2 separate regions of the Zea mays genome follow, and region 2 is linked to region 1. Evidence: chromatin contacts called from public Hi-C data. All regions are on one chromosome and are shown on one strand. Each heading gives the region's core, a stretch centred on a gene start, on an enhancer-like site or on the middle of the called end of the contact. The rest is flanking DNA. Distances are from core to core; before and after follow the strand shown. Region 1 holds the start of LOC103633369 (phospholipid-transporting ATPase 2). Region 2 holds the start of LOC100272784 (Interferon developmental regulator family).

Region 1 (4,131 bases), core at 607-3,106:
GACCCGAAACGTGCCGCGCCGGAGACGCGCGGGACCGAGGCTAATTACCGCGTGATCAACGGACGGCCCAGGAGTATGATGACTGGATATACAAAGTTGATGGCCCTGTTAGTGTGGTTAGTACGTACTACGTACCGGAGTGTCCAAGATCTAGAAGATGGGCCATGCAATGTCAAGCTAGCCACGCCCACGCCACACACTGGGCGAGTGAGTGAGATCCAGCTCGACGCTGCGTCCCGATGCCACGACACGCGGACCCTGACCATTCCATGTCCCCCCACCCTGACGCCCATAACGCATGCGAGAGCGCGGCAATTGGACTCTCCCGCGTCTCGTCGTCCTCGTCCCATCGCCGATCGTATACACAATCGTCCATACTCCCACTCCGACCCTATTATTCTTGATGCGTCACTGTTCCAAAGAACCCATTGCCCATCCTCCTTCCGGTTTGCCGGCCGCCTTCCCTTGGTTTGGCTATACCTGCAGCTGGACTGGAGTACCGGGGACCGCCGTATCATAGGTGTAGAGCCGTGTAGGGTATGTGGCAAGAAACTTCTCTCTGCTACAGTGTCGTGATTAGAAAACCTGGCTGGCTCTGAGCACCGGAGCCCTCGTCTTAGATTGCAGGGGACTGTTTCGACGCTCGCTCGCTTTCAGAGATGAGATTGTTTCATGTGAAATCATTGGGTTCGAGCCGAGCGGTCCCCTAAGGTGACATAACGTAGGGTCACTGATCGTGCTGCATTATCGTCTGTCTGATCTGATCCCAGGCGATCAGAAAACCCACGTGCTAGTCGTTTGCAACTGAAATTTCGCTAGCTTCCACTGATGAGCGTGCCACACATGCTGACATGCACCAAGACCCCCCCACCCCCACTCGTTGCATTGTACTAGGCGCGGTAGTAACGCTACGGAGAACCGGTAGTAAAATATTGGATTCTTCAGCTGCTTTTGAGCTATATATCCATCCATTCATTGTAATATATAGTGGCATTCCACCTGCAGGAACGAGCTTGATATACGTGCAATTATGCATGCGCCCCTCGCTGCATTGTAGGCGGACAAGATCCGGGAACAGTGGCATGGAAAAAAAAAAGGAGAGGAGAAGAGCAAAAAGAATACTAGTACGACATATTCTTCCCGTTTGCAGCGTCGCGCCCTCATTCCTGTCTACAGAAGTACAGCTAACAAAACAAAATACAGGTGTTGGTGGCGCTGACGGGAATGCCTCCATATGGCCGGTGACTGCTGCGCCATGCTTCGATGGGTCGCTATTAGCTGTGGTTACGGTCTCTGAATACCTCGCGCTGCGACGAGATTTCAGCGGCGGCGGCGTCTACCAGTCCATGTCCATCCAGCAGGGTTCAGTCTGTGTGAGCAAGGACGCTTCACTTTCAGTGCTCTCTGTCTGTAAGTTGTCACAACCTACTCGGTATGCATTAACTAATAGGAAAAGTAGGACAGTCTTGTAAGAGTACACTCTTATTACAGCGCCCAGTCGGCAACAGCCAACACCTGTACTACGAATGGAAAGAAAATAATCGGCATGTGCAGTGTGCGAGACATATCACATATGGAGCTGTTTGCAGAGTCCTCCCCAGGAACTTCTGTTACTTGGCCAGAAACATTGTCCACTCCAAATGTCCAAACTCAAACTCACGAGGTCCTATTTAGCCCATCTCTACCGTGTAAACGATCGTGCAAAATACTGTTTTATATTATAAATTATACTGTTTGTAGAGTAAAGTTTAAAATAGAGAGTGACATATAGAGTGAAATAAAGAGTCTGCTGGAGATATTAGTTGATATTGTAACGATGGCTATAGAAATAGAAACCATCCTAGCTTATATGCTCGAATTGTCCTAAGAGCGTCTTATAATAAACGGGCTAGTTGGATAGTTCAAAATAGACATAAAAATAAATTTTTTTAGTGTTAAATAAGGAATTATCTAATGCATGCGCCACTGTCCTGACGAACCAGCATATCCATGCGCGTCGGCGTTGCACGCATACAGCCATACAGGGGAAAAAAGAGGAGAGGAGAAATCGGCCCAGTTGCACGCAGCGAAGGTAGCCGAAGAAAAAAAAAATTCTCCCGTTCACCTCGCCTGCGGGACAACTGGGGCAACAGCCGCCGGCCGGTGCCCCCTCCCCCCTACGCCCAGCTGCCCAGATCCGAGCCCTTTGCCCGGCGATTACACCAGGTATACCCGCCCCTTCGCTCCCCTTCACGCTGTGCAAAACCGAGCGCCCGAACCCTAACTTAAGCTATTTTGCTATCTGTATTCGGATCGGATCTAATCACAAGTCTATACATGTATTGTGTCTAGTAAACTTCGTTTTTAATCCTGTGTACCCAGTAAAGTTTACATGGGTTTTAGTTGGGAGTCCTTGACGCATTGGTTATGCGAACCCATAAGATAATTTGAATGCATGTTATGATACATCATGTTCCGTGTGGTTAATCAGTTTCCTGTGAAATTAGAGTTACTTGTTGATAAAATGACTTGTTCGACATTTTTTTTAGTTTTCTATGGCTCTATGCACACACATGTTTTGAATGGCCAGCCACACTGACGTCTCATCATATCCTTACCTAAAGGACGCAAGTATCCATTTCTTCAAGTCCACTGCCCATATGCTTGTTTTGCTGCCTTTTTCCTTCAGACAATTGTTACATGATGCAGAATTTCATAATCTTAAATCTATATTTCGAAAGGCAGTTGGCACATCAGACTTTGTTTATAATCCTCACTACTATCGATTCTTCAAAACTGAAGGAAATACAAATTAATTGTATGGCATTGCGTACTTGAAGTTTCATCAACAGCTGGTGGCCTGTGTATATTGATGCTGATTTGACATGTTGCTCTCATCTATAGCTGCCATTCTTTTGCTGACATACATTTCTAAGCAGGCCTGCCCAGCTGACCTCACCTGGACAATCAAGCTGAAGAGAAATATCATAGTGTGCATGGTTTTTCAGGAATGAAGCGTTTTGTCTACATAAATGATGAGTCTTATCAGAACGACTACTGTGATAACCGGGTTTCTAATACAAAGTATACCTTATTGAACTTCGTGCCAAAAAACCTATGGGAACAGTTCAGGTTCGTGACTAGATATATTTGTTCATTTTTTTGAATGAAAGTATGTTGGAGAAGCCCTGGTGACAAGAACTGTGTTGATCCACTTGTTCACATGTGTTTGTTGCATCTTTACAATATAATATTCAACTCTCTTGGTATATTGCTGATTAAATTTGTTTAACTTGAAAGGATGGACTATATCCAAAGATTTAGCCTTGAATATAAGTGCATAGAGAACAACTATCCATGTGCCTGAACCTTGACTTTTGATTTGTGTCGGGTTTCAACTCTAGCCTACCCAACTTACTTGGGACTAAAAGACTTTGTTGTTGTTGTTGTTTTCTGTTTTGGTTGTCTCTGCTTATTTCGTTTGTGCTTGCTGCTGCTGGCTGATGTGTGGTCGGATAGTTTTCTTTAGTTTATAAATGTCCATGTTCGACAGTGTTCAGCCTTTTTATTGTCTTATGGATTTGATTTTGCTCATTGGATACTAGCATGCTACTTGGGCATGAGTCCAATTTTCTTTTACTTGTTTCATACACTGGGAAACAGATGTAACCATCTTCTGCTAGTACTGCTATCTCCTGGATGGGAAACAGAGAAAAGTAAAGTATCTATCTTGAAAGCAAGAGATCTATCTTGAAAGTGAAGGAATTGGGTAGCAGACTTGAGAAGTGTGAGAGATGAAGAGGAGCTGTCACTTGTCAGTTACCACAGCTTGCTACAATGTAGTTGATATGAATGGCCTTTTTGTTCAATCCTTTGATACTACTGCGTGAAGTAAAAAAACTCGGTCGGGGAGGGAAAGACCGCCCTCCTGATATATTATATTAAGAAGAGACCGAAACGTGGTCCCGACCGAGAAAATCCCTGAACCCTGGCCCCCATCACTAGTGGGTCCTCACCACCCACTCTGCAACGGCCCATCCGGAGGGTGGCGCACAGGACGTAACCCGGGAACGGGCGGGGCACAACGGGGAGATTTTTTTAACAAGCCCGAAATTCGCCCCCGAGTGGGATCGAATCCGGGACCTAGAGGTG
Region 2 (3,879 bases), core at 728-3,227, 180 kb before region 1:
ATGACTTACAGGAAAATAAGCAAAAAGAAAACATGCATACAACATTTCATAATTTAAGGCTCACAGCTCACTAACAGAATACAACATACCTGTTCTCCACAAGGCCATGGAGCATAAAACTTTCGAAGGCATCAACGAGTTTAACCAATGCTGCCTCTCTTGTAGATCCCCTAAAAGAGAATACATAAGGTAGCATCAGTACAGCATAGTTGTCGAATACAATGATTAATGACCATGATGACATGATAGCTTAATGTTAATAGATGATGAACACACAAACAACATTAATAAATGATGATAAACTACTGATAGTACGAAATGAAAACACCGACAGCAGTGGTAACATGTTCGATTATTGTTATTATAAGAGATACATAACAATTCAGCAAGTACATGTACATCCACAGAAATGACATCAGCAGGCTAATACACAAAACACATGCCTCCGTCCCTGTTACTCTATCAACATTGCTGCACAAATAATAGAAGGTCAGCTGAACATACAACTTTGCCCGTGAGAGTTAATTTCCAATCTTTGACTATTAAAATTTAGTATCCATCTAGTATTTGTTGCCAAAACTATAGGATACACTCCAAAACTTATGTAGTGACCATTTTGTTAACATTCTAAAGGTTCCATAAAAGTAAAATGAAAGCTAAAGGAATTCTGAGAGGCCAGTTTAATCAGAAAAAACGTGAAGGGTACTATGACCTCATAAATTGTTTCCTATTATTTTCCAGCCAGCTAATCCACCATGAAATGAAGGCTAAAACGTCCTTCAGCCACAGTGAAAACGCTATCCACTACTGAATAACCATAAATAACAACTTACATCATAGTGCATGCTTCGTTTACTAATCATCAGACAAGTGCAATTCAAGATTTCAAGTACAGGAAACAATGGTCCAATATGAACCCGTGCATTTAGGCCGGTTATTCCCAATCCATATGGATTGGAGTGTGCTGTGCAGGATTGAGACGGATTTTGACTTGATATGGATTTAAACCGACTCAATCTCACTCAATCCACATGGATTAGCAACAAAACGAACAAGCCTTAGTGAACATCATGCAAACAAGCAAGAAAACCATATTGCCCAGCCACCTACATTTGGTCATCCTGCTACAATATGATGACACATAGTAAACCCTGTCCATTTATGCCTACACATAAGTTAATAAGTACAGCCAACGAAACCGAAGTGAACAGCACCCCAACAGAAATGCCTACTTCGCCATCAGCGCCTGAACAGCAAACAGCCAAAACGATATGCTAGAGAATCCTAGAAGCGTGTGGCGGTAAGGGTGACCTCCTGACCTCTTCTCGTAGAGCGCGTCGATGTACTTGTCGAGGACGAACTCCTGCGAGTTGACGTGCTCGGTGGCGTACGAGATGGAGAGATCCGACAGCGCGGTGGACGACGAGCCGACGCTGTCGGCGTCGCTGCTGTCGATCAGGTCGTCCCCGCCGCCGCGGGCCTTGCTCTTCTTGCCTGCACAAACCAACGCCCACAAATCACGAATCACGACCAACCACTACCCCACCCATCAAACGGAAGCAAGACACCACCAATCAATCGGCGCCAAGAGAAACTCACTCTTCCCCATGGCAACACCGGTTAGGGACGGAGCCAGAACCCAGAAGCTCCCAGGAACCCGCGACCGCGAGACAAACGGCGGGAGCAGAATCAGAGCCGCGGCTGCAATCTACGGCGCGAGAAGGGAGGAAGAAGAGAGCCGGATCAGGAGCAGGGGCGATGGACGCGGAGGGACGAGAAGGGCCCAGCGGCGGGGGCGGCGAGATCGGAACAGGGGCGGCGCGTGTTGGCGGCGCAGGGACAGGGGTCGGAGAAGCAGGAGGAGGGGCTGTTCCTCTCGAGTGACTCGCGGAGACGCAGCGCTGCCATGTGAGGAAATCGCGGCGAGGGGGGAGCGGGTTGGGAAGTGGCTTGAGCTTTCTCTCGCGCTCGCCTTCGCTTGAGCCTTGAGGAGGAGGAGAGAGGAGGCGAGCGGGGGAGGCGTCGCTGCCGTATAAACGAGCGGTAGCGTGGGGTTCGAAGGATGAAGCGGCGCTGGCTGGAAGGGACGGGAAGACGGGAGGCCCGGAATGGAAGCTAGGGCACGGCTATCTTTTTACTCGTTTTCCTTTCTTTATTTTGTTTTTGTTTTCCTATCTTTTTTTGTTTTTGTTTTCCTATATGAACAGTAAAATACTAAAATGAAACCCATGTTCGTGAAAATTGTAGAGCGTACTTGCTTGGAATTTACAGGTGTGCAATCTCCTCACTGGCCTTTGTGATAAGCACATAAAGATTTTTGTTGTACGGCCTAATAAGTTCACTCAGTACTTCCTACTTTGAAATGCTGTGCGTATCAAGATTTAAAATAAAATGTATTCCATGTGTCGTTTTAGCAAGACATGGCAACTGATAATATCTTTCAGAAAATAATAGGCAAAACGCACTTTGAGAGACTTCCTCTACAAAACTATATCACGTTTTACAGAAAAAAAAAAAGAGGAAATTAATGGAGTATCAAAGAGCACAACATGTGTGGGCTTGCATTAGCATGGATTTTATTTAGGATTTAAAATCGCTCCGGAGTCGACTCTCTCCTTGTTCATTGACGTCATCTCTCAGTCTCTATTATCTTCAGCAGTAAGATACGGGCGGTAATGATTAACCAAATTAAGCAACGTCAACTGCGAGCTAAGGCACGGGGGCACCGGTAGCTTGGACGAAACATGCTTCGAATATTGGCATCTGACTCGAAACTGCGCAGCAGAAGATACCCCCTGGGCCGAATCGCTTGTGGAATCAGCGGATATTCTCTTCAGTCTCGAGCCCACCGGGCATCGGCCGGCGGCCACCGGCAGTGGCAAGTGGGCACGGGCGCACGGCCATGTCTCTGGGCTCCAGCACAGCAGCACTACGCGCCATCTGCCCACCCGGATGGCGGCTGCTCCACGTGTCTGCCGGCACGCCAGGTGCGCTTCGGTGACCCTCGGCGGCGCGCGACTGCGCGAGTACGCGTCCACCGCATGGCACGGTTGCCTGCCAACTTGTCAGCCTCTGATTTCCTGATCCAGCCGCGCGCCGGCGCCTGGGCCGGTCACGGAGCCGAAGGCCACAGACTACACGTTCGCGACCAACGTCACTGGGCACGTCTTTGCCACGCACGCGCCACGTGTGCGTGTCGAATTCGGGTTCAGAAACAGCACCATCCACGCGTCATCAACCAAGTCGCATACGACATTTTCGGGCATGTTTAATTGCGTCCTCCGTGGACCTCAGGTGTCCGATTTCAGGGGCTATATTTGGTTTGCCATATGAGAACTTCACTGGTCCAGAGAAGTAATCTCAGCCCGTCAGCCGTCCATTTTACAAATCATAGAATTCATAGTACAGTTAATGACTAGTACACGTCCAGTTCACATATCATAGTACACGTCCAGTTCACAAATCATAGTTCACACAACACAAATATAAGCAACAACACAATGACAGGTTCACTGCTTTGGGCTTTTTTTTCTTTGCTTTATGGGCCAAAAACACAACATGTAAAATTATGAATTAATATTTCGGGTATCCAGTGGATATCCATGGGTAAAATATATTATTCGTACCCTACCCGACGTATTTCGGGTACCCGACCCGATAGAATCCACGGGTGAGTTTTCCAACCCGTATCCATGTCCACCGGGTACGAAACCCGTGGATATCCATACCCACAGGTCCAATTGTCATCCCTACTGCTAGAACAATGGCAAAGCAAAGCCAATGCCATATGGCCCTCTACCGACCGTAACAAAGAAGATTAATCACGTTGCAGGAAATAGCCCGCGCAATCATCTGTTTCTATGATCAAAGGAATTCGCC

What was found. A called contact is a pair of places that touch in the nucleus more often than the background predicts.
Region 2: a Hi-C map of leaf shows a contact between it and region 1, with 2.6 times the contacts expected there. The contact joins the promoter of LOC100272784 here to the promoter of LOC103633369 in region 1. A contact is called at or near these places in 3 of 25 Hi-C or Micro-C datasets (ear and leaf).

The regions. Positions count from the first base shown.
Region 1 is chr7:170,917,657-170,921,787 of Zm-B73-REFERENCE-NAM-5.0, reverse strand. It overlaps LOC103633369 (phospholipid-transporting ATPase 2), which reads left to right and starts at 1,856. Exons shown (of 25, transcript XM_008655071.2): 1 at 1,856-2,205; 2 at 2,919-3,111. The coding sequence starts at 2,990.
Region 2 is chr7:171,096,877-171,100,755 of Zm-B73-REFERENCE-NAM-5.0, reverse strand. It overlaps LOC100272784 (Interferon developmental regulator family), which reads right to left and starts at 1,977. Exons shown (of 13, transcript NM_001147237.1): 1 at 1,600-1,977; 2 at 1,320-1,494; 3 at 90-170. The coding sequence starts at 1,609.